Linked DNA regions of Mus musculus: regions 1, 2, 3, 5, 6 and 7 are each linked to region 4. Evidence: chromatin contacts called from public Hi-C, promoter capture Hi-C and targeted proximity ligation data. All regions are on one chromosome and are shown on one strand. The core of a region is the stretch at or near the end of the contact, and the rest is flanking DNA. Distances in the headings are between cores, read along the strand shown. Region 1 holds the start of Fads1 (fatty acid desaturase 1). Region 2 holds the start of Rcor2 (REST corepressor 2). Region 3 holds the start of Fads3 (fatty acid desaturase 3). Region 4 holds the start of Gng3 (guanine nucleotide binding protein (G protein), gamma 3). Region 5 holds the start of Cyb561a3 (cytochrome b561 family, member A3). Region 6 holds the start of Vegfb (vascular endothelial growth factor B). Region 7 holds the start of Tmem216 (transmembrane protein 216).

Region 1 (3,533 bases), core at 971-3,470, 1.3 Mb before region 4:
GATCCTATGCAGGCATTTGCCCCCTCTCCCTCCACAACTAAGTCTCCAAACAGCAAACATGGCCTCTCACATTCTTGGTGGGTTCAAAGCTGGGTTGCTCCGGAGCCAGCTCTCCAATCAGAAGAGAGTTCATATACTTTCTCACAAGACCCTTGTTGATGTGGAATGCCACAAAAGGATCCTAAAAATACAGAGAGAAGACAGTGAGGACCCCTGTCTCCCAGGCTCCCAAGGGCCTCACATCAAAGACCATCCTCCAGGTCAACAAGGTTTGCATCAATGCTGATGCAAGGCCTCCTCCCTCCTCCCTACTGTTCTTCCAGATGTCAGTCCCAGATCACCTGGCATTTGGGTTTCCACTGAAAGGGCACTACACCAAAGACTGGAAAGACTCCGCTGAATGCCACAAACACGGACCTGACGAAGCTAGCCTTCATGTCTACAGACACTTGGTGTAGGAATTTAGCACAGGAGAGAAGCAGCTTGCGGGAATAGGTGGGGCTATGAGGTTTTTGTTCCTACAGTACTTTCAACATGTCCCTTTCTTTCTTAGCCAGCTTCTGTTGTGAGGAAGACTCCCTACCTATGCCAGCGCTGGGGAACTCTTCACATTTCTTCCTCCTTTGGGCAGGGTTCCCTATTTCCCTCAACATTCTGACCATTCCCGCTCCGGAATAGTTAATATGGGTTATACAAGGTGGGTGGGAGGGCCTTAGGGAAAAAAAGCTGTAAGCGGAGGTGGAGTCCGTGGTCAGTGGCACCACACATCCAGACCAATCGCTGTCCTTGCCATGAAATCCTAGGCCCCCAAGCCACACAGAATGGGAAGCCTAGACGGAGCGGGTCTGCTCCATCCTTTCATGAACCGGTATAGGAATGCACTGCTGTTTGGATTCTGGGTGGTTACTTCTAGAAACCGGCTCCTTCTAGCCTGGTCGCTAAGGCCCTCCACCTCTAACTTCATGGGCAACTTAATAGGAACCCTGAGGACCCCGGGAGCACGTTAGACTGGCAGACAAGGAGTAAGAGGTCGGAGGGATGGCATTAGGTAGTTAAAAGGGAGATGGACCCAAATGTAGAGACCCAACAGATGACAATCCTGTCAAAGAATGCTCTGTCCTAAGTCATTCCTAGTCCGGCCCTCGCCTCTGAGGGAGGATATGGTCTAAAAAGAGAAAACAGGGCCACTAGACAGAAGCTGGGGTTCGTACTGACTCTTCCTTCAGTAAGCTACAACGGAAAAGGGACGCGACCCCGCGAAGTGTCTAATCGCGCGGGAGCCCTATTCCCTCAATAGTCGACCTCCCTGGCCCAAGTGACCTCGCACTAAGAATCCGAGTACAGTTTTACGACTCCAACTGCAAGCTGTCTTGGACCGGCTCAGGTTCATTACCCTACCCTCCGGGCTTCACAATGTACAGGTGATGCCCAAGCACCGGGTCCTCAGTGTCATCCCTAGCGCAAGCAGTCCTTTCCCACTTCCTTTCCGCTCCGAATCCCAACTTAGGGCCAGTTCTCTAGGTCAGACAAGGCTGTGTTCACCCTCCTAGCCTGGCAGACAGGACGCGACTCCCACTCTCTGCTCAGACTCCTCCTCCCACCACCGGAGGTTGCAAGTACCGTTGAACGGGTGCCTGGAAAGCTCATTCCCTCCTATCCAACCCATGCTTGAGACTCCAGAGGCAAAGCACGGATGTGCAACCAGCCCTTTGTTTGAGTGTGCGTGTCTCCGGCCACCGTCTACCGCTCCGGTCTCTCAGGCGCTTGCATCCCGGGTTCAAAGGCCTCTCTCCCCGCCAATGTCCCTCCCCGAGGTGCAGATGCGCCTATTGTCCGCTCTCACCGTGGCATCCTGACCCGCGTAGTGGCTGATGACCCGGGAGCCCCCCGGGTGGCGGCGGCTGAAGTCGCTGATGTTGTACACCTTCCGGTCGATCACGAGCCATCGCTCCTTCTCCCGCCCGGAGCGCTGCGCCACCTCCTCCCAAGTAAAGTAGCGCGTTTGGCGGAGCTGGGCGGAGGCCGGGCCAGGGGTCGGCACCGGGTCGGGAGCCATAGCAAGCTTGGCGGGGGAAGCTGGAGTCTGAGAGGTGCGCGCTCCGGGCCGCGGGGCAGCGCACGCCAGGCTCGCGAACTAGGGGAGCGTCGGGCTGCCTCGAGCGCGCGCCCGGAGACCGCCGTTCGCGCGCAGGGTTTTCAGCACCCTTGGCGCGGACCGCCGAGCCCCGCGGCGCGAGCTCCCATTGGCTGAGCCGAGTGGCGTGGGGCGCGAGCTCCGCCTCTCTCGGGTAGCAAAGACAGACTCCCCACTCCCCGGAGAGACTCAGGCTACTTCCAGCGGCAGAGACGCGCCCCCTCGCGGGGCCTGAAAGTGGTCTCCAGGCTATTCCACTTCGGAATTTATTTATTTATTTTTTTATTGAGCATGGTAGGGATTGATAGGATAACGGTTCCTTTGAGTGCGTCACAGCTTGATGTAGCTAAGGCGGAGGTCCCAAGGGCGCATAGAAGCTTGGTGTGAACATATAGAAAAGAAAACAGTTCTCATGTTGCTCAGGCCGGCCCCAGACTCACTGTGTAGCTGAGAATGACCTTGAACCTCTGACTCTCCTGAGTTCTGGGTTTACAGGCACTGCTTTCCACGTTCTGTTTCATACAGCAGATTGTGCTAAGGCAAACGTTCTGTCAATTTCCTGCCCCTAGGAAACACGTGACAAATTAAACACAGTGGCTTTAGCAAACAAAACAGCATCCTGACCCAGTAGCCGTTCAGAGATCCCCCTTCCTAGCAAGGTGGGCAGTTAGCATGTGTGGAAAGAAAGAGGACTAACATAAAGAAAGAGACTGATTGGCTACAGTTCCAGGCTTTTGCTCACGTGATAGCCCAACGCTAACAGAAGTCTTGTCTGCTATGATTGGCCGTCACTTTTGACTTACAAGAATATAGTACTTAGGAACACACACACACAATTAACACATGCACGCATGCACACACACACATGCACTAACTAAAATGTGATGATGATGATGATGGTGGTGGTGATGATGATGATGATAACAATACTAATGATAGCTCTATGGTTCAGGAGGAACAGTTGCCTGATGCAAAACCCAGTGACCTGAAATGGATCCCTGGGACCCACAAGATGGAAGGAGAGTACTGACTTCCACAAGTTTTTCTTCTAGCCTACATTGCCTGCAATTCATGGCAGCACACACACACACACACACACGTAAATAAATAAATAAATGCAATTTTAAAAACGATTTTAAAACAAAAATAAAACGAAGAAAGGCCAGCCTTGCCTTCTTTGTATGTAGTTTAACATTTGCAATTAGCTTTAGCATTTTCTATTTCTAGTGATCTTAGTTTCGTATTGTGTTTTGTTGTTATTTTTGTCCCTGGAAGCAGTAGCCCTGGCTGATCTGGAACTCACTGTGATGAACAGATTAGCTTCGAAGTTGCAATGATCGCCCTGCTTTGGCCTCCCAAGTGCTGTAATCATAGGCAAGCACCACTGTGTTTCACTATA
Region 2 (3,304 bases), core at 586-3,085, 1.6 Mb after region 4:
CGTGCAGGGCTCTCTGAAAGGATGAGCAGAATTAGGCACTCACAGAAACAGGAGACCACTGAGCAACACAGTCAAGCGAGGAGGTGAGGCCCAGAAGGGAAGGAGGAGCTGAGACCCAGACAGGAAGGCAGAGCAGGAAAAGTAACAGTGCCACGGGGCCACCCACCCCGCCCACCGCCTGTCCCTCAAGCAGGAGCCAGCCAAGAGTTCCCAGGTGGGGCTGTAGGCCAAGCCATCAGCCTCCACCCCTCCCTGCCGCCCTCCCTCCCTCCATGTCTGTCCTGCCACTCACCAGGCTTGCACTCCGGAATTACTGCTTGGTAATTGGTTCCAACTCGGATCATGCTGTCTGTGGAGCCAGGGGAGGCAGTCAAGACTCCAGGGAAGTAGGGGGAGGATATAGTGAGGGGAGGTAGCTGATCTGGAGTTCTCCTTCCTGACCACTCAGGGACCCCCACCATACAGGAGACTCACTTTTCCTTGATAGTGCCCCCCAGCTACCCTCCGATAGAAGGTACTAGGAGAGTCATACCCTGCCTAGTCATGGCCATGGGGGGAAGGGGAGGTTAAGAGGACACTTTTAAAGCCCAGGCTAGAGCAAAGTGCTTTGTTCTAACTGGGGGTGGGAGCTTGGAGGGCTGCCCCTAGATCTGGACCACAGCCTTGCAGAGAGCTCGGGGCTCCTCCCCACCACATGAGCTTCACAGCTCCGCATAGAGGTATCTTCCCAGTACCTGGTCCAATCAGACCTCAGTCCCCTGCAAGGCTGCAAGGTATGAGGACCCAATCCATCCAAGAGAGGCATCCTAAGCTCCCTCAACGACTGAGGGCAAAGGGGAGGTGGGTGGTCAAGGGCCCAGCCTGTAGATTTCCTGTGCCGGCAACACCAGGCACGAGAAGGCTGAGGTTGCAATCCAGGAGCGGCAGAAACCATCTGTGGTTCGCAACTCTCCCCCCCCCCTCCTCCACCTTCCATGATCCCTCCCCGGACCAGCGCGCCTTTAACCCTAGGCCACCAGGCTCACCATGAGAGTGCTCCTCCTCGCTGCTGTCATCCTCCGAGTGTGGCTGTCCGCCGTTGGGTGCCGTCTTGGCCCGACTTCGGGACAAGATCCCGGAGCCCGCACTGGGCTTCTCCATTACTGAGGGCATTACCCTACCCGGCAGCCCCGAGGGGCACGGGATCCTTTGGAGAGCGCAGGAGCTTGCCGCGCTTGCCTCGAGTGCTGCGCCTGGCCCGGCCTGGAGGGGTCGCCACTGAGGCTACGAGAGGCAGGAGGTCAGCGTGGCTAGGGTCCGGGAGGTCGGGGCCCCGGAGGGCAGCCCTAACGCTCACTGCGACCCCCACGGGCGAGGACGGCAGAAAAGTTTGTGAAGTGGGGGTACGGGGGAGACGGCGCGGCCGGGGGCACGCTCGCTCCGTGCGCCCCTCGGGGCTGGTTCTCCCCCGGGGAGAGTCGGGGCGCGTTGCCCTCGGGGAGCCCCGGAGCCGCGCCGCGCGCCTGCCCACGCTGTTTGGCCAGCAAGGGCTACCGCGCAGTGGCCGCCGCAGCTGACTCCGCGCCCCTCGGCTGCGCTGAGGATGCCCCGATCCCCAACGGAGGTAACCCTGCCCGACCCGACCCCACGGCAACCACGCCAGCCGGCTGGAGCCCCGGCGGCAGGACGGCGCGCACGGCGTGCGGCGCTGGAGCAGAGTTGCCGGGAGGCGGGCGGAGCGCAGCCGCGGGCGCCGCCTCGCACCCTCCCCGGCGCGCTCGCTCGCCCCGCCGCGCTCGCGCTACCGCCGCTCGCTCGCCCGCTCTCCGCCGCCGCTCGCTCCTCGCGCACACAATGAAGCTGCTGGCAGGGAAGTAGTGCCGGCTGCGGCCTCAGCACCCCTCCCCCAGCCGATGCCTCCGCCAGCTGAACATCTGGCCCTGGGGTGGGAGGGAGGGCCCGGGGGGCGGGGCCTGGGGCCGGGGCTAGACCTCCAGGGGGTGGGGTCAGGACCGGAATGGGGCGCACGTACCCCCCCCAGGGAGCACCCTTGGTGTCTCTGAGTTCTCAGACTTGGCCCTTTTGGGTAGACCCCAGTGCCCCCCAGGAGAAGCCCGGGGTCAGCCCCACCCACAAGCACACCGGTTCCACACACTACTGGGCTCTGGTTACTGTGGCCTGCCCCGGGGGCCCTGAGGCCGCCTGTCCGACCGCCCGGGTGGAGCCCAGCTTTTCCTTCCATTTCCCTTCCTGCCAAGGAACTCCCTGCCCCCCCTTCCGCAGGGGGATCCCCCCCTTCATGCGCCCTTGGGGGCCAAAGCGGATGGGAGGCCGGACAGGCGCAAGATGAATTTCTATAAGAGCCACTGGGCTAGAACCTGACTTCTGCTAGGTCTGTGGGTCCCCAGGGGTCACCCTAGTGTCTTTCAACTGCTGCAGTCTGCACCCAAAACAGTAGTATCAAAGATTGAGGAATGAGTATGAAAGGTAATAGGGCAAGTTCTGGGCTGAAAGGGGCGAGCTCCTCACTGGGTTCACTGTCACCCCAGCTGGAAGCAGCATCCCCCCTCCCCCCGGACAGGCACAGGCAGAGTGACAGACAGGGAAGCGGGTTGGGAGGCACAGACGGAGTTGGGGGAGGGGGTGGGCAGAGACTTTCAAAGCCAGACCCAGCCACCCTGCCAGGCACACAAAGAGCCAGCGCACTCACCGGCAGCAGCTCGAAGCCTGTGAGCTGCGCCTGTGCCCGTCCCCGCCGCCTGGGGCACGTGCTGCAGCTCACACAGGCCGAAGCCCCCGCCCGCTGTCCCTCCCACGGGGAGCCCGGACTCCTGGACACGCCTCTACCCGGGCACACCCGCTATGCCCAGATCGAGCCGAGCCTGCACGCGCACCCTCCTCTCCCTTCCCTTCCTTGGCCACTCTGTAATCAGATTCCTAAATTTAGAAGCAGCCCTGGCCCCAACCGGGGATCCCTGCCCCTACCCACTGGCTGTGGCCGACCGGCCTGGGTCCTGTGGTCAGGCCACGACCTGGCTGGGGCATCCTGTTCCTGGGGGCTCTTTGCCTGCGGCTGGCAGAGTCAGACACGACCCCGCCCGACTTCAGCACTGTCCGGCCACATAGGGCCACCCAGTCAGCGGCCACGTTGCCCGCCACACCTTGGGCCAAGGTTATGGGGCCTTTTTTCCTCCCCTTAAATCATGAGCTGGGCACCAAGCCTCAGGGTGGGGAGATCTGGGACAAAGAAAGAAAGAAAGAAAGAAAAAATGAACCAGAGGCAATCTGAGCTGAAGGGGTCTGTACCAAGAGGCAAAGCGACTTC
Region 3 (3,557 bases), core at 666-3,165, 1.2 Mb before region 4:
CTGCATACATATAGTCTAAAGAGCAGCTACTGAACAAACATCTACAACACAGCAGCATGGTGGAGAAGGTGTGGTCTTGCCCTTGGCTGGCTTGCTATATAGCCTAGCTCTCCCCACCCGTCCAATGACAAAGCTAAGGTTCAGAGGAATTACCTCTGAGTGCCTTCAATGGCAGAGCTAGAACCCTACTACAAGATGTAGAGTGATGTTTTCTTTACAGACCTTACTGGCTGTGAATCAAAATGGTGGCTGGAGCAAAACCATTAGATGGAGGTCTCGGGGCACTGAGCTAAATATAAAGTTAGAAATCCCATGTAGGAGGGGCCTCCTGGCTGGCCCTGAGCAAGAAAAAGCAGTCAGTGCTCTCTGTTGTCCTCCTCTCCTGCCCAGCATTCTGTCCTACGCTACAACACGATCCTCACAGGACTGCCAGGGCTCAGTGGGAGGGGCTGTGGCACCTCATGCCCATCATGCTCTGGTAGAAAGAAGGAAGGCTCACACACACACACACACACACACACACACACACACACACTGGCCCACAGGTTGATGATTTTCAGGAATTGTCTCATTCTTATCCCTCTCAGTTGCCTGGAGTGAATCCGGGAGGAGAGGGACAATGACAGTCCTGGGACACAGAGAACCTCCTCTGCTGCCACCAAGTTCTTCCACTAGAGAATCATTCCCTCCAGTCTTAAAGACCTTCCGGGTACCCAATGTGACTAACCTACAATTTTGGATAGTCGAGGGCAGAGCACCATGGCCTCAACCTTTGTCCATGGAGTGGGACTGAAGGAGGAAGGGTCTGGGAAATTGCTTCACCACTGGGCTCTAGCCAGATAGTCCTTCAGGCCAGTTCCATCCCTTCTTGTCTAGACACGGACTGAGAATGGGAAGCCAGAGTCCCCAGGGGCTAGTCGGTGACTGGGGTGACTGTGCTTCCCGTGGAGGCCCACCCAGCCTGGCAAAGTCTTCCCACGTGTAGCTGCCAGCCCAGCAGAGGTGAGTCACTGGCCCTCAGAACAGTCTACACAAGTGCTGGATAAGCCACAGACCTCCAGGCCCTGCCCAAGCTCTGCTGCCCAGCCCCCAGTTTCTGATGGCACGTCCCTATCGCTAGGGACCCAGCCCTGCCCCAGGCTCTTGGAAGCACCAGAAAATAGTCTGTGACACTCAGAGCAGAAAAGAAACCCTCAGTACAACAGTGAGGGTACTTACCTGGGGCAGAATCTGCCCCTCACGGCACACCCACCTCTGGGGGCCCATTCTTCCCTGAGATCTATTTATTCCACAGACTGACCCAAACAGCCCATCCTCCGTGAAAGAAAGAGACCTCCTTCCCTCAGGCTCCATCTCAACTCTGGAGCCAGGGAAGGGGTCAAAGGTCAGAAAGAGCAAAAAGGATGCTAAGGTCCGCAGGTGGAATGAGACGCCAAGCCTATGAACAACGTCTCCCTCTCCACCGCTAGTGCCAGGCTCCACCCCGCCGGCTGTGGGTTAGCTTACCGTGGCGTCCTCCGCACCGTGGTGGCCGATGAGGCGGCTACCCCCTGGGTGCCGCTGTGCCCAGCGGCTGATGTCGTAGACACGGCGCTCGATGACCAGCCACTTGTCGCCTGGTAGGTCATGCTGGCGGATCTGCTCCCAGCGGAAGATGGGTAGGGGCGCCCCCAGCGGTGCGGGCCCCTCCCGCGGCCCGGGTCCCCCTCCGGGCTCCCCGACACCGCCCATTGCCGCTGTACACAAGTCCTCCGGACCCCGGTACGTGACCAAGGTCTAAGAGAGACACTGAGGGAGGCGAGGTGGCAATCAGGGGTCTTCCTCCGCCCGCCCCACCGGCCCCGCCCTGCCGCTGCGGCCGCCGTAAGAGCGTGCGCCTGCCCGGCTCTCCGCGCAGGGAACTTTTCCCTCCCTTATAACCGCGCTGACAGCGCTCGCCTCGCCCGCCCCTCGTCCCGGCCCCCGCGCTGGCCAGTCCCGCTCTCGCTCCAATCCAGGCGCGGCGCCTCCACATCTATTGGCTGCCCGGGGAGGGCGGTGTCGCGAAGGGGCTTGCCCCACCCTCGAGGGCCTGGGGCCACCACGCCCGGCACTGCCCCCGGGGCACTGCCCCCCCCCCCCCCCAGTTTCTCGGACTCTCGGCTCAACTGAGAAGGCGGGGGATGGGGACCCAGCGCGCACGGGAGTCCTGCAGGCCGCTGCGCCCAGGCACACCCGCAGGGGCCCGAAATGAGCCCAAGTCTGAGCCCTGAAAGGCTGAGAAATGTAGTTAGGGACGTCACCGGTCTTTAACCAGGCATCCCAGGTAGCTAGAAATGAGGACACTACCTTGGGGTGACTGTCAACAGCCACCAAACAATGGACCTCATCCCCCAGTAAACCCTCAATATCCACGCGAGGAAGCCATCTAAAGCAATCTGCAGGAGCAGATGGCCTCTCCTCCTGGCTGTACGCAGGATTGGGGATGCCCAGGTTGGCCACTGGAGGAGGAGCAGAGGACACTGCTGCGTGGAGGTCTGCCGTTCAGGAGATGAAAGAATGGTCCAGTCTGCAATGGGTGGCTTGCTTGTCACCACCTCCCAGTTCTCCCCATTCATGGTGTCACATTTTTGACTTATTAAATTCAAATCCTCTTGAGAGTGTAACTACGTTCCCAATTGTACGATGTTTCTTTGAGACAGACATCAGTTCCTTAAAAGTTAAAAGCTTTCACAACTGGCAAACTTGAAGGTCCATCAGAATTTCCTTGAGGGCTAGTTAAAACAGACTCCCGCACACCACCCTAGTGTGACTCAGGGCAGAAAGGTGAGGCAGACCTGTTTGTTGGGAGCAAATCTTTTCAGAACCTTAAAGTGTATTTTTTCCAATGTGCAAACATTTCCTCTTGGTCTACCTAAGGATTTGTAGGTGACCTGACCTCTAAGGCACCCCTGTGGATAACAAAACCAACCTGTGTTTCTTGCCTACAAAAAACCAGTATATGCATGTAACCTTCACATATCCCCTCATACACTTTAAGTCAGCTCTGAATTCTTAATAATGTCTAATGTGATGTAAATGCTCTATAAATAATTGTTCACTGCATTGTTTAGGGAACAATAAGACTAAAAAAGGCTGAAAGCATTCACTCCAGATGCAACTATTACAGGCCTAAATACACAGGACAAGGAGGAAAGCAGAGGCGAGCAATACTCTAAAGAATGTTGGTTAGATACCTGGGACCTGTGAGATGAGGAGAGGTGACATCAGGGGCAGCCTACGTACACACTGCCTCCATGGAGAGTGAGGAGGGTGTCACAGTCCAGTCTTACATTTGGGAAACTTCCAGAATTCTTTTCTGAACATGTCCAATCTACTCCTGTTCCATCTTAGGCTGCAGAACTCAGAGAGAAGGAAAATCCATGACGTGTATCACAGGCAGACCAGAGCTTGAAGAAAGGAGCCTCTTGGTTCTCTCTAGTTTGAGGAACTCTTGCTTTGCTTAGCCAGGACCAACGAGCCCAAGATATTGCCACAAACAGGAGCTGTTCAATCCCTTTCTATGAAGGCTCTTCAAA
Region 4 (3,465 bases), core at 128-2,627:
CCCCTGGGGTAATGCGGTGTACACCAGATCGCCACCGCGGCGAGGCAGACTCACCGGCCTCTCGCTGCCCAGGCAATATACAGAAGGCAGTTCCGGCTGCCGAGGAAGCCCCGCCCAACTGTCAATCGCCTACAGGGGCTGAGCCTTGCATAGAGGGCAGAGCCTGTAAAATGCTTTGCTCCCCAGTGTCTCTGCCCATTACACTTTAGTTAAGTGACCAAAGGACCCATTATAATCTCCAACGCAGTCTGGGACTCCTTGGTCCTCCTTTCCAGGCCTCAACCACAACCCTCTGCCCATACCTTTACCACCTGTCTTTTCAGTGTGATTGAATGGAGGTGTGAAATAAATGCTGATTTTGTTTTGTTTTGTTTTGTTTGTTTGTTTTTTGTAAATTCAGTAGAGTTCCTTGGGCCTGTAGGAGTCCAACTGGAGCTCAGAGAGCCTTGCACCCTGCCAGAATCTGAATCTTGTGTGTTGTGTGCGCAGATGGTGCCGTCCGCTAGTCAAGCGTGGCGGCATTTCAACCCCTTTCAGTCTCCAGTTTTTATGCTGCGTGATTGACCTTCTGTGACCCACGTGATGCAGCCAACCTCAAAATCCCTACAAAAAACCATGAGACTAGATTTCTGATGGTGGCATCGTCTGGATAACGTCCTCCAGGAGGCAAGGCCAATGCACATCTTTTTGAATAGTAGTAATCCACTCAAATTACATGAAAAATTTCCAATCGATTCCCTATTTCCCCAGTGCCAACTCTTGCCACCCTACTCCCCACTCCGAGAAGCCCACCTGTGTTCACAACATTCACACTAACTCTCGTGGCAAGGTGCCTTACCTCGTCTTTGTCTGATCCTTTGATCTGGTCTCTGCATGTCTCTCTTGCCCCAGCTTCTCTTCTTTGATGTATCATTTCTTTAGCTATCTTCCTGATGGGTTACCTCTGGGTCTCCCAGCTCGCGTCACTCACGTGGTAGAAAGTGGTGATCTAGAAGCTGATCACCTGTAGAGTGTTACATTTTCCTAGCTCTGAAGAACGGTGGGTCACTGAAAGAAACCAAGATTCAGGTGCTAAGTGCTGTGTCAGGGTGGGGGTGGGGGTGGGGGAGCAGCAGCCCAGCTGATGTCAGACTTTCAAATGAGCAGGGTCTTCCGCAGTGGGGACAGACTCTAATGCAGGGGCTGTCACAGGCCCAGACCACCCCATTTGAGAGGGGAGCCTGCTTCTGCCTCAGGCCCTTTGGGGAGCTATCTAGTTTAGACTAAGGACTTGTACAATGGCAGGGGCAGGTAGTGAGAGAGCAGCAGTGAGGGTGTGCACAGGGGATGCAAACAGCAGACTGACTCCCCCACTGTCCAGGCAGTTGGTATGCGCCAGAATCAGCAGCTCCTTCTAGCATCCTTCATCCTTCAGGTACCAGCCATCTGGGCAGAACTTAAGCTGTGGAGACTGAGACCACCCCTCCAAGGATCTCGTCTGAGCATCTCTAGTGACCTTCTCTGCATTAACTGTCAGTGCTACGGATATTTTTAGCTCCAAGTCCTGGCAGGGTGGGGCACCTATCTGAGGCAGGGTTTGGTGCCCCCTCCCCACTGACCCTACATCCCTGGCTGCCGCTGCTGTTACTTCAGGTGAGTAGAAAGCAGCTTTTTTTCTCTTCAGGGCTTGAGGGGGGACAGGTGGCTGATGTGATTTCATCAGGGTGGGGCTCTTTCTGACTGAGGCTTTCATTGCTGGTAACATATTTGGCTCAAAGACTTAAAATCCTTAAATCGTTTGTATAATTTGATGACCAGGACCCAGGGGTTAGGAGAATATTTCATTTTATCTTCTCCATTCTCCCTACTTAAAAAAAAAAAAAAAAAAGAAAGAAAAAAAAACCTGGGATGGCCACTGGAGAATGGGGGCACAATCCCAGGTGTGTGGTTGTGAAGAGCTGAGTGTTTCAGCTGACTGTCTTTACTCCAGGATGAAAGGGGAGACCCCCGTTAACAGCACTATGAGTATTGGTCAAGCACGCAAGATGGTGGAACAGCTTAAGATTGAGGCCAGCTTGTGCCGGATAAAGGTGGGTGCGACCCTGGCTCCCATCAGCCCTTCAGGGCTCAGCTGTGGGTTTGCAATACCCTCCCCTCCCCCCTCCCCCCAAGAAAAGATGCTTCTTTTCTTGACACCCTGAGGTCAGTGGCAGAAACTGGGCTTTGTCAGCAAAGTTGTTCCCGAGGACTGGCGTTGGGGGAGAGGGCTGTCTCAAAGGGCACTAGAAACAAAAAGATAGTCTATTGGAGAAGAGAACTGCAGTCCCTTTCAGGAATTCTGGTTAATGTATCCCTTCCTGGCTGGGTTCCAGGTGTCCAAGGCAGCAGCAGACCTGATGACATACTGTGATGCCCACGCTTGTGAGGACCCCCTCATCACTCCTGTGCCCACTTCCGAGAACCCCTTCCGGGAGAAGAAGTTCTTCTGTGCGCTCCTCTGAAGAGCGGTGGACCTCCTCTGAACTCATCGCCCCCTCCCAGACCCGCCCTTAGATTGGAAATTGTAGTAGATCACTTCTACCCGCATTTACCCGGAGATTATTTGAAGCACAAGGCCCTCCTTACCCATGTCTACCCCATCTCCTCACCCTTTCAGGCTAACTCCAAGCACCTTCTACTCTATCTATAAAGGGACCCCGCTAAACTGCCAAAATCCTGCCTGTTTCCCTCGGTGATCCATCCGTTCAGGCAATGGAGAGGGGGATGCCCGGGTGCTCACCTGGAGCTATGAAAGGTAAAGGCATTTGAAGAATAAAGTCATTCAGAGCCTCAGAGGACAACGTCTGTGTTAGCGTTCTTGGGAAAGAGGATCCTTAATCGATACACTTGCCATATCCAGGGAACAGGGCCAGTCGAGCCCGTTAGACATTGTAAGGATTGGAGATCGCAAAGTATAAGGTGCCCGAGCGCCCCCAGTGGGGGGTTGTTAAAACGAGCGCTCAGAAGCCGCGGAGCATTCACACGAGCGCGCAACGTAAGCGGCGAGAACCACACAAGGGCGAGCAGGGTGGGTTTCCGCAGGCCCAGGGACAGCAGCCCCGGGGGGAGGTGGCCCGAGAGGCCGTGGGGCGGGACAGGGCGACTCGGCGCGGCAGCCAATGCCCAAGATGGCGGCTGCCTGTTCGTACCCGCATGGAGGCACGCGCCGAGGGTGCTCTTAAAATGGCGGTCCCCAGCGTTCCCAATAGGGAACGATCCCTTATGCGATCCTCTGGTCTTAAAATGGCTGCCCCTGCCCTCTCAAAGTCAGAGTCAGGTTCTCTGTCCCATAGAATCTGGAACTAGACATGCTTTGGAGACCAATCACGGGGAGTGGGGATGGGGAGACACCTAAAGCAGTCATGGGTTCTTAAGTTCAGTGTGGTGACCAACACTCCGGAGGTGTTGGACACACACAGAGGCAGATGGATCTCTGAGTTCCAAGCC
Region 5 (3,627 bases), core at 992-3,491, 1.7 Mb before region 4:
TAAGAGTGAGTTCTCTACAATGTTCTCTCTGAACACTGTCTACTTCATTTCTGGATCGTGCCCCACCTTCACCTTGTAATAAACTCTACATATTTTCTATCTTGAAGCTTAAAACTGGGAGTGGTGGTACACGCCTATAATCCCAGCATTCCAGAGGTAAAAAGCTGAAGAATCAGAAGTTCAAGGCCAACCTCTGCTACATGTTTGTAGTTGAGCATAAGCCCAGGCTAAATAAGACCCTAGCCAAAAAATAAAAAATAAAAATAAAGGCAGGGGTGTGGGGGTGGAAGGCTTGGCCATTAAGAAGTTAAGAGAGTACATACTGGTCTTGCAGCACACCACAGCTGAGTTCCCAGCACCTACATCAGCTCACAGCTCCAAGGGACCAAATACCTACTTCTGGCCTTCACAGGAACCTGCATACACATAACATTCACATACAGACACATTTGATGAAAAGGAAAGGCAAAACATTCCAAACCAACCCGCATCACTCCAGTTACAAGTCCTGGACTAGCACTTTGCCACAGGCTTAGAACAGATGGGACACTTTTCTGACAGAAGGCCGGAAAGTTAGTTACATTGCTGTCTACAGTTCACAAATAAGCCCTCTCTTTTCCTAAAATAGCAAAAGCAAGGAAAAGAACGCAGGCAAAGGCTGAGACTACGCTCTCACTTGCACTGAGAGAGCAGTTTGTACTAAGACACCAGACATGCTCACCACTGCCGGGTCTCCTGTCCTTGCTTGGCTGAGCCCCATGCTCAAGGAGGGAGTCCACAGACTCTTTAGGCTGTTTGGGCTTGAAGCCTCTGTCACAACTATATTCATTCTTGGCTGGTGTAATATAAGAGTAGCCAGGAAGGGTATCTCAACAAATGAGCATGGCTGTGCCTCGTTAACACCACAGACACTGATGTCTAAGTTTTACATGATTTTCACATTTCACACAATATGATCCCTCTGCCCCAATAGTTTAAATATGTAAAAGCCACTCAGGGTTAGATGTATGGGGTGTAGTTTATCTACCTTGATTTAAGAAGTGTACCGAACCTCTATTTAATGTTTTCCTCAATTCACTGGCTAAAGGATTCTCATAGGCTGAGCTAAAACAGAATCAGTCCCTGGGTTAAGAAGTGAACCTTCCATTACTCTCAGGAAAAGGCTGTACTCCAAACACAGTTACTTTTAGAAGTTAGAGCTACAAACAAAAAGACCAAAGGGCAGAGTTAGTTGTTTCCTCCTCAAAGACGGAGGGACACTAAGAATTCTGGGGACCAGATTTAGAGTGCAAATCCTATAAACCTGCATCTTACAATTCAAAAGTACTGCAGCGCCGGGATCCAAAGAAGAGTAACTCGGTCAGGCAAATGGCAAGCCTGGTACAGGCACCCAGTTCCTGTGTTCAGTTCCCAGAACTCATTTCCAAAGGCAGCCCCTCCAAACGGCAGGACTCAGGAGTGAGTGACAAATAATATTCCACTCAGGAGTGTGAATAAAGTCCACCTTAGCACAAGTGCTCACAGACCGGTCCTTCGTCCTTCGGACAGTCAGATTTACTCCAGGTGCAAGGGGGGTATGACGGTGACTCCTTTAGTCAGGTTGGTTCTAGCAAGTCTTAGATGAGACGCCTTTTGAAAAGCGTGAGAGCCTCTACGAACACCACCTGCGGTATGGAAGGGGCACGGAAAAGTGTCCAATTCTTACGAGGAAAAATAGGCTGAACGCCGAGGTAAGACAGAGCGAAGCAAGGAAGCGGCGGAACCACCACTGGAACCCATAACCCGGCTCTCCCAGCCCGGGTTCTATCCCACCCTTAGCCACACAGTGGGACACCTTGGGGGCAGGTCTCTGGGACCCGCCGGTCAGCGAGAGCTGCCACTCCCTAGGCTCCTCTTGAACCTCGGAGAACTGACTTTCCAGCAAGTCTGCAGACCACGGCATCCGCTACAGAGGGCGCTAAGTGAGATTTTTATAGGCTCGGCCACTTCCGGGGGTGAGCTGGGGCGTCTGGGAAATGGGGTTTGCAAGCTAAGGGGCGCGTTCCTGAGCGGTCCGATTCCTAGGAGCGCTGCGTCCTATCAGCCTTGTCTCTAACCACAGACCCCGTCCAGAGACAGGTGAAATGCTGGGGTTAACAACCTCACGCTAGGGTCGGCCCTCAGCGAGGCAAGATAGAAGAACCGGTCACAGGGAGAGCCTGAGAAAGCAAAGACCCTAACATGGCGGGCAATTAGCAATCTACTTCCGGAATTTAAAGCCAGCTTCCGGAAGCCGAGCGAGTGTTCCCATGACAACCGACGTCGGTTCCTTGAGGTGCGTGTAGATGCTGGGGATCATAGAGTGGCTGGAAGTCAGAATTTTGTGTTGCTATTGCTTTTGCTATGAGTCTTTTGCCGAGGCCTTTCGGTCTGTGAGCGGATTGGGACTGGTGAGGAAAACCGTGTTAAACTGGAGGGTGCTCGACCGCGTAGCCAGAGCGAGGGGCGTTTCTGCCTAACGGATGCCCTTGGTAGAGCCTTACCAAGTGGTGCGTTTGACTCTACTCATTTGCGAGCTGGAGGAAATGACTCTATTTATGCGTCCTTGCCTATAGCCAGGGGATAATTCTTTCCTACCTTGCAGATTGTTATGAGGATTAAAGTAAATTCTCTTGGTTAACAAGATTATCATGGCGCTGGTACCTAGAGAGATATTGTGTGAAAACTCAAGCCCAGAGAAGTTACATTCATATATTTAAAGAGAGAGAGAGAGAGAGAGAGAGAGAGAGAGAGAGAAAGAAAAGAAAAGAAAACCACGGGGCTTTTCCACCGCGGAAGGTGGACGGGTTCCGGACCCCTCAGAACCTTTGCAAAATGAGGGTTATATGCACTAAAATGGCTGCTTTTCAAGTCCAGGGATCAAGTAAAGTTATAAATATGCTCCCCTCACTTGCTGCCTCAGTGTTTCTGTCATAACCTTTATAAAGTTCCTCTAGGAGAGTACTTTGTCTTCTCAACTCCTTCTGTATGTGACACTGTCCATTTCTATGAGGACATATTTCTCACCTACTTAGATAGCACTCTATAAATTATGAAATAGGCTGGTTGTATAGTGCCTCTTAGAATACCACTCTGCCACCTACCAGCTGTGGAATCTTGGTCTAATTAGTTACCTTTGCTGAGCCTCAGTTTTCTCATCTAGGAATTGAGGGAAATAAGAATTGATTTTCTACCTTATGAGGTTATTATAAGATTTTAATAACATCTGTGATTGAAACAGTTCCTAGAGTGTTGCATGAAATATATAAGGGTTTTATTTACTACCATTACTACTATTATGTGACCAGGCTGTCACTGCTCTGTAGTAACCCTAAATATTCTTGGTTAGAGTTGTGTATTTGTCAGGTGTGGGTAAATTCCTGTAGAACAGGCTCTCAGGGTTTACCCTGAGGATCAGGGCAGGAGGATCAAGAAGTTAAGATGAGCTTGGGCTACATAGCAAGATCTGGTTCCAAAAAAAAAAAAAAAAGCGCCATGCATTAAGAAGGATCCAGACATGGAGAAAAATTTGCTGTTAATGAGTCTCTAGAATGAATGACAAGTTATGGTGCAGTGGGGTGGAGTTGGGATGGGTTTGGGTTTGTCTTG
Region 6 (3,631 bases), core at 1,037-3,536, 1.9 Mb after region 4:
GTCTTCATGGGTGGACATCATCAGGAGAGGTCCTAGGAAAATGAGCTAAGGGGTCCCCTGCCTCACCCCAGCTACACCCTGATCGAGACCCTGGGAACCCAGCCCTGCATAGCCGCTTTGTGGAGCTGAATGAGGCATATCGAGTGCTCAGTCGTGAGGAAAGTCGTCGTAACTATGACCACCAGCTGCATTCAGCCAGTCCTCCAAAGTCTTCAGGGAGCACAGCCGAGCCTAAGTATACGCAACAGACACACAGGTATAGTACAGCAGTCCTGACACTGCTGCTCTTACCCTCAAGTCTTTCCGGGAGAGAGCCCCGGCTTTCCATTGTCCTTCTTTTGCTCTTCAGCAGCTCCTGGGAACCCCCCAACGCTCAATACTGGGCCCAGTTCCACAGTGTGAGGCCGCAGGGGCCGGAGTCAAGGAAGCAGCAGCGTAAACACAACCAGCGGGTCCTGGGGTACTGCCTCCTGCTCATGGTGGCAGGCATGGGCCTGCACTATGTTGCCTTCAGGTGCCTCCCCATGCTTCCTGGGATACTGGGTAGAGGGTGGGTCAAGCGTGCTGAGGCCAGCCAGCCACTGCAGCCTATGACCTGCATACTTTGTCTCTCTCAAGCTAAGAACTTTGTGAAATCAAGAATTGGAGCCCTGCCTTTCTGAGTAAAGGCAGATCTGCACACAGGGCTAGAGTCGTTTTCTGTTTCTCATAGCTTGAATGTTAATCTTTGATGCTGCTTGTTGGTGAGCTGGAGCCACCTGAAACCATACTCAAAAAACCACACACGGTCAAAACCCAGGGGTTCTCTCCTAGCACTGCGTAAATGAGGGCGGTTTTTCCTTTTTGTTTTGTTTTGATTTGTTTTGTTTTGTTTCTCTGAGACAGGGTTTCTTTGTGTAGAACTGGCTGACCTGGAACTCCCTGTGTAGACCAGGCTGGCCTCGAAGTCAGTGCACCATCACCACCAAGCAATTTTTTTTTTTTTTTTTTTTGCAAATTTTTTAAGTTCAGGGTCATCTTTGGTTACATATGGAGTTTGAGGCTAGCCTAGGCTACATTAAACTGTGTCTCAATATAGAAAGAAAGAGGGCCAGGCAGTGGTGGTGCACGCCTTTAATCCCAGCACTTGGGGGGCAAAGGCAGGTGGATTTCTGAGTTCGAGGCCAGCCTGGTCTACAAAGTGAGTTCCAGGACAGCCAAGGCTATACAGAGAAAACCTGTCTCAAAAAACCATAAAAAAAAATAAAAGAAAAGAAAGAAAGAGCGAGGAAGGACAAGTGCCGTATAACAGTGACAGTCCATGGTAGCTGCCAGGACCTCACCATACACTCGAATGCATGCTGTCATACCAGTTTTCTGTGGCATAGAAACCCAAAGGATGGAGCCCATTGTCCGTAGTATCTAGCAATGGAGATTACCTAAATATGCCCCCTTTCTAGTCTTCTGGGAGAGGCAACCTGATTTCAGAGCTGTTTCACCAACCTTCTTCACAGGACAGCCAGTGACTTAGGGTGCCACCTAGTTCTGGGACTTGGGCCACTTGGTGTCTGTTATAGAGAGAGATGTAAAGTTGTGTGAGAGATGCTAGAACCTGGTCAAGGACCAGGGTTTGAGGGACACCAGAGTTCGGAGACTCGGAGTTAACTGCAATTCCTTCACAGGAAGCTGGAGCAGGTGCATCGCAGCTTCATGGATGAAAAGGACCGGATCATTACAGCCATCTACAATGACACTCGGGCCAGGGCCAGGTCTGTCACTGCTCTGACTTTGCTTCCTGCTTCAGCACCACCCTCCAGGATGTCTGTCCTGATCCTGTTTTTCTTTCCAGGGCCAACAGAGCCAGGATTCAGCAGGAGCGCCAGCAGAGGCAGCAGCCTCGGGCAGAACCCTCCCTGCCTCCAGAAAGCTCCAGGATCATGCCCCAGGACACAAGCCCCTGAGAGGCTTAACTAAATGGGACCTTCATTGGTCCTCTCCCTGCTGCCTGTCCAGAACTACACGTGCAATAAACTCATTTTCAGACGCCTGTCCGATTCGGTCCTTCAGGTCACGCATCTCCTCACCCCTCCCCTCGTGAGGCAGCGACCCCCGGAGCTCGGCCTCCAGGGCGGTGTGTCCCCTTTCCCCTGCAGCGGCGGGAGGGGGCGTTTGGAGGGGACCGGCTCCGCCCCCGCCCCGCCTCCGCCCGCGGCCCGGTGGGGAGCGCGTGTTTAGGTCACATGAGCCTCTTGCCCGCCAGCCCCGGCCAGGCCCCCTGCCACCCCCCGCCGTCCCCGTTGCCCGCCGTCCCGGCCACCACCGCCGCCACTACAGGCCGCCTGCCTGTCTTGTTCCTCAGGCCGTCGCTGCGGCGCTGCGTTGCGCTGCCTGCGCCCAGGGCTCGGGAGGGGGCCGCGGAGGAGCCGCCCCCTGCGCCCCGCCCCGGGTCCCCGGGCCCGCGCCATGGGGCTCTGGCTGCCGCCGCCCCCCACGCCGCCGGGCTAGGGCCATGCGGGCGCTCCCGGCGCTCGCCCCCCGCGGGCACCATGAGCCCCCTGCTCCGTCGCCTGCTGCTTGTTGCACTGCTGCAGCTGGCTCGCACCCAGGTACGTGCGTCCGCGACATCCCGCTCGCTAGCTCGCCCGCCCGCCCGCGGTGCCCTCTCAAGGTTGGCGGAAGTGGGGAGGCGCCTGCTACCTCTGTCGAGGGGATCCTCAGTTCAAACCGGGAATATCCCTTAAGAGGTGCCCCTTGGCGAAGGCCCGCTAGTCCTAGCCCATGCCCCTGGGGCCACTCCCCCACCTCACCCCATCCCCTGGGCGGTTGTAGGGCGGAGCTGCCTCCGTGCCCTCCGAACCTCGTTTGTCTCCCACTATCCTGGCTCCTGACCTAAAACAAGCCCAGCGCTAAGGCTTGGGCTTTAGTACCATTCCCAGAGTATGCCTGGTGGGTCTTGGGCCAGGGAAAGTACCAGATGTCTGAGTATACAAGAAAAATTAGAACCAAGGTCTTGGGAACAGAATAAATCTGGAAAGGTGTCAGAAAGGCGCAGAAGCCTGACTCAAGGACGGAGCCCTTACATAGCCACAGGGCCAGCCCTTTTAGAGTGCATCTTGGGCCCAGGTATCTTCTTTCCCACAGGCCCCTGTGTCCCAGTTTGATGGCCCCAGCCACCAGAAGAAAGGTAATAATAGTTAACAATAACTTGCCACCAGCCAGTACTAAGAGGGGTTAGCACTTGCTCTGATTTCATATCCCTTATCTTGCGTGATCCCAACTCCTTTGGGCGATACCATTCCATAGAGGAAGAAACTGAGGCAGAGGGCTTAATCATTTCTTGAGAAACAAGGCAGAGAAAGACAGGTTTAAAAGATGGTTGGGGTGGTGGTGATAGGGTATCAGAGAGGCTACATGCTCAGAGGAGCTTCAGGAGACCTGATAAGAACTTAATCCATCTGGGTCTGCCCACAGTGGTGCCATGGATAGACGTTTATGCACGTGCCACATGCCAGCCCAGGGAGGTGGTGGTGCCTCTGAGCATGGAACTCATGGGCAATGTGGTCAAACAACTAGTGCCCAGCTGTGTGACTGTGCAGCGCTGTGGTGGCTGCTGCCCTGACGATGGCCTGGAATGTGTGCCCACTGGGCAACA
Region 7 (3,260 bases), core at 638-3,137, 1.7 Mb before region 4:
ATAATGTGTTAATTTAGCAAGATCAATGGAGTGGAATAAATTTGCCTTGGGTCCTAAAAGCCCTTGTACTTCTAGTCAATGGTGCATGGCCCTGAGAGGCCTTGATATTGAGTACTTAGGCAATTAAGTAGGTCAAATTACCACAGTGAAATTTTCTTCCTCTGTAGAGGTAGAGGGCTCAGTTTTGTTTTTCTTTTTCTTTTTTTTTTTTTTTAAGATTTATTTATTTATGTATGTGAGTACACTGTAGCTGTCTTCAGACACACCAGAAGAGGCCATCAGATCCTATCACAGATAGTTGTGAGCCACCATGTGGTTTCTGGGAATTGAACTCAGGACCTCAGGAAGAGCAGTCAGTGCTCTTAACCACTGAGCCGTCTCTCCAGCCTGGGGCTGAGTTTTATTTGTGGCTTACTAAAGAAAAGTGTGTAAGAGCACGGCTATAGATAAAGCCCAGTGGGGAGTGTTTGCTTAGCAGCCCCAAGCTTTGGGTTAGACCCCAGAGGGCAGGAGACCCAGCTGCATATTCTAAGGTTCCTGCAGGTTACTGACTTAGTCTGTGTCCACTTTTGGTACCTATGCTGTTGTGGCATCCTGACATGAAACAGCATCATTTTCTTAACCAACCAGGTGATATTAAGGCTATAGATTATATCATCTCTGTTGACAATGGGTAAACTTTTCACTGTAGCATGAGAACTATATGTGTATACAATATCAAAATGTTTAGGCAGAGTGATTTAAGACCCATAATTTACAAAAACAAGCAACTGGTCCACCCTCCTTTCCTCTGAGACTCAGAGCAGGGGTGTGTATGAAGGTAGTTCAGATGGGGTGCAGGGACCAGGGCTTTCTCCATCACCTCACCTTGCCGTGGTCCTTTAGTGGGAACTTAGAATTCCATTTAAGACCTGCCAGAACATTGTGACACCCACTTGAAACCCCTGTACTGGACGGGAAGCAGAGGCAGGAGAATTTGAGGCCTGCCTAGCCTACATAGGAGACCTGTCTAGCCAAACTAAACCAGACCTGAATAAGGCAGTGGAAGGCACAAGCAGAAGTGAAGGAGGAAGGAGAGCAGAGGTGGAGGTGGGGAGTGATGGAGGGAGGCTTCTACTTAAATTATTCTCCCGGAGTGAGGACCTGCTTTGAGAAGCAACAATTACTGCCTTTATCCACACTCCTACTAGGTAGGGAAATAGCACTTTCATTACAGGTTACTTACTCTCTCCCGTTATTTGTTGACTGACTGCCATACTCTAAGGGCTGACAGCTGGAGTCTTTTCAGAAATCTTACTCTTTCACCCCCTGCCTGCAACAACACGCTCTTGCTTCAAATTGCGGCCAGGGTTCGTTCATAGCGCAAGCTTGTTGGAAACATTTCTCAATTTCCAACTGGCCAGACGCTGTCTCCTTTCAACACCCTTGCACTCTTTGGGTCGCAGGAGAATCTCATTATAGCACCGCTGTTTTCCCTTGTACTCCTAGAAAGGACATTCTATCTTCAACGGTTTTGGTGTTTACATAGGCTCCAGGTAAGCCTTTTGCACGACAGTGGCATGGGGTGTTTTTAAAAAAAACACATGCAGTAGAAAAGAGAATGGTGGGCGCAGGGCCGATCCTCCAACTACTCGGCCACACCGGGCCACTAACGACCTACGCCATGACGCCGGGGATGGAGAGAGTTCAGCTGGAGAAGTGTTCTGGTCTCTCTGCCGTCGTTTAAAACCCCATCCTCCCCCTAGACCACTGTAGGTGGTTGACGGCTGGCGCTGTTCTGTGCATGGGCGCGGCCGGTGGGGTAACCATAGAGTAGCACCGGCAGGCAGAGCGGCCAGAAGACCGGGCGGCTCGGTGCCGCGCTTCCGGCAGCGCCGCATTGCTCCGGGCGCTGCAGTGTACGCAGTTTCCATGGGGACTGAACATGGCGCCGCGAGGTGAGACTCTGGAGGTGTGTGTCTCTGCCCCTTATCCCACGGGTACCTGCCAGCCCCCTCCACCTCTCTGTCTCCAGAGCTCGACCTAATCCTCCATTTCTAAAAGTCGGGGTCTTACTCTTCACTTGTCTAAATCGGGCTTGGGTTGTTCTGATCACCCCGAGTGCCTGCATGGGTACTCGAATACCGTACTCTTAAAAATCCCCGGCTGGCCCTATTCTGGGATGGCTCAGTTATGAATCCTCCCGCCTTGGACAGAATTAGTTTCTGTGCCTCAATTTCCCCCTCAGAAGTGACAGGGTTGAATATTTGAGGTGCCTCTCAGCTGTGATTATAGCTGAATTGTCAGAGAAGTAGATGTCAAAGTGATTCCTGAGAAAGGAGATTGAAGGCAGTTCCTGCCACACCAACACTCACGTCATTAGCAATCAGAAGTTTCTCCCTCATTCACAATAATCTTGTGATTTCTCCGGATTACAAAGAACCTTCACACAGAACAGAGTAGAGCTCTAGCTGCCCTGCCCATTCTTTGTTTTGCTTTCTTTCAGATAAAAGATTGTCCTCAACCCCCCTGGAAGTCCTGTTCTTTCTGAATGGGTGGTACTATGCTACCTATTTCCTGCTGGAGCTCCTTATTTTCCTGTACAAAGGTAAGCCTGGGCCTATCTGCCTCTGCCCCAGCAACCCTTTTCCACTTTAGCATACTCCAAGAACCTTCTATCTTCTGGTCCTAGCGGCATCTCCATTGCAAGGCAGAAGTCTCTCCAACTAATGGCTTTAGAATGATCAAATAGGATGTCTTTCAGCAAGACTTGAGTTTGAGAAATGTGGGTTTCTCCATCCCAACTCTTTCCCCATCTCTCTTTACTAAAATATTCAGATCTGTGTACCATTATAATTCAGTCATTTGGCAGAGTCAGGACTTGGAAACTTAAAGCCTGTAGCTGTAACAATCTATACCTTGCTGATTTGTGAGATGTTAAGACTGGTTGGTATCCTTGTCCCGGGTTTGTGGCCGTCCATCCTTGTGGGGCCGTGGGGCTGACCGTTAGCTAGGTGGTGTGTGCATACTCTGGCTTTCCCTCCTGTAGGGCTCCTGTTGCCGTACCCAACAGCCAACTTAGTCCTGGATGTGGTGATGCTGCTGCTCTATCTTGGCATTGAAGTCATACGATTGTTTTTCGGTGAGTGTTGTTCAGAAAATATTTCCATTGCTTATGAGACATGCTGGAGCCTGTAACTTGATTAACAAGACAAAGAACCTAGGCTCACTATCAGAGTGGATCTGGTAATGTATATACCATTGCTTCTTCCCTGAGGCTT

The links. Promoter capture Hi-C pulls out the DNA fragments that hold promoters and counts their contacts. A called contact is a pair of places that touch in the nucleus more often than the background predicts.
Region 1: a targeted proximity ligation map of astrocytes shows a contact between it and region 4, with 2.4 times the contacts expected there. A contact is called at or near these places in 6 of 39 promoter capture datasets (the C10 cell line, cranial neural crest, hippocampal neurons and 3 more) and 2 of 130 datasets of targeted methods (astrocytes and large pre-B cells).
Region 2: a contact with region 4 is called in a promoter capture Hi-C map of stem cell-derived epiblast-like cells, with 4 times the contacts expected there. A contact is called at or near these places in 1 of 39 promoter capture datasets (stem cell-derived epiblast-like cells) and 1 of 130 datasets of targeted methods (embryonic stem cells).
Region 3: a Hi-C map of pro-B cells shows a contact between it and region 4, with 6 times the contacts expected there. A contact is called at or near these places in 10 of 39 promoter capture datasets (the 3T3-L1 cell line, the C10 cell line, the HPC-7 cell line and 6 more), 1 of 484 Hi-C or Micro-C datasets (pro-B cells) and 1 of 130 datasets of targeted methods (pancreatic cancer cells).
Region 5: a promoter capture Hi-C map of erythroid cells shows a contact between it and region 4, with 7 times the contacts expected there. A contact is called at or near these places in 6 of 39 promoter capture datasets (cranial neural crest, erythroid cells, hippocampal neurons and 2 more), 1 of 484 Hi-C or Micro-C datasets (B cells) and 3 of 130 datasets of targeted methods (embryonic forebrain, embryonic hindbrain and stem cell-derived stembryo).
Region 6: a contact with region 4 is called in a targeted proximity ligation map of embryonic stem cells, with 6 times the contacts expected there. A contact is called at or near these places in 2 of 39 promoter capture datasets (the C10 cell line and cranial neural crest), 3 of 130 datasets of targeted methods (astrocytes, embryonic stem cells and large pre-B cells) and 1 of 9 other capture datasets (embryonic stem cells).
Region 7: a promoter capture Hi-C map of second pharyngeal arch cranial neural crest shows a contact between it and region 4. A contact is called at or near these places in 6 of 39 promoter capture datasets (the 3T3-L1 cell line, cranial neural crest, frontonasal cranial neural crest and 3 more) and 1 of 9 other capture datasets (pancreatic islet).

What each region holds. Positions count from the first base shown.
Region 1 is chr19:10,181,575-10,185,107 of GRCm38.p6, reverse strand. It overlaps Fads1 (fatty acid desaturase 1), which reads right to left and starts at 2,220. Exons shown (of 12, transcript NM_146094.2): 1 at 1,844-2,220; 2 at 71-181. The coding sequence starts at 2,056.
Region 2 is chr19:7,266,810-7,270,113 of GRCm38.p6, reverse strand. It overlaps Rcor2 (REST corepressor 2), which reads right to left and starts at 1,835. Exons shown (of 12, transcript NM_001320554.1): 1 at 1,026-1,835; 2 at 293-349; 3 at 1-13. The coding sequence starts at 1,152.
Region 3 is chr19:10,039,906-10,043,462 of GRCm38.p6, reverse strand. It overlaps Fads3 (fatty acid desaturase 3), which reads right to left and starts at 1,915. Exons shown (of 12, transcript NM_021890.3): 1 at 1,507-1,915. The coding sequence starts at 1,731.
Region 4 is chr19:8,837,158-8,840,622 of GRCm38.p6, reverse strand. It overlaps Gng3 (guanine nucleotide binding protein (G protein), gamma 3), which reads left to right and starts at 1,377. Exons shown (of 3, transcript NM_010316.3): 1 at 1,377-1,632; 2 at 1,970-2,069; 3 at 2,352-3,465. The coding sequence starts at 1,971. The coding sequence ends at 2,480. It overlaps Bscl2 (Berardinelli-Seip congenital lipodystrophy 2 (seipin)), which reads right to left and starts at 3,156. Exons shown (of 12, transcript NM_001136064.3): 1 at 2,759-3,156; 2 at 839-1,047. The coding sequence starts at 913.
Region 5 is chr19:10,575,771-10,579,397 of GRCm38.p6, reverse strand. It overlaps Cyb561a3 (cytochrome b561 family, member A3), which reads right to left and starts at 2,241. Exons shown (of 8, transcript NM_201351.2): 1 at 1,315-2,241; 2 at 324-416. Tmem138 (transmembrane protein 138) reads left to right here and starts at 2,012. Exons shown (of 5, transcript NM_028411.4): 1 at 2,012-2,314.
Region 6 is chr19:6,986,306-6,989,936 of GRCm38.p6, reverse strand. Vegfb (vascular endothelial growth factor B) reads left to right here and starts at 2,286. Exons shown (of 7, transcript NM_001185164.1): 1 at 2,286-2,585; 2 at 3,121-3,163; 3 at 3,451-3,631. The coding sequence starts at 2,526. Dnajc4 (DnaJ heat shock protein family (Hsp40) member C4) reads left to right here. Exons shown (of 7, transcript NM_001357001.1): 4 at 72-256; 5 at 350-514; 6 at 1,662-1,748; 7 at 1,829-2,026. The coding sequence ends at 1,940.
Region 7 is chr19:10,554,390-10,557,649 of GRCm38.p6, reverse strand. It overlaps Tmem216 (transmembrane protein 216), which reads left to right and starts at 1,887. Exons shown (of 5, transcript NM_001277860.1): 1 at 1,887-1,937; 2 at 2,486-2,587; 3 at 3,029-3,121. The coding sequence starts at 1,925.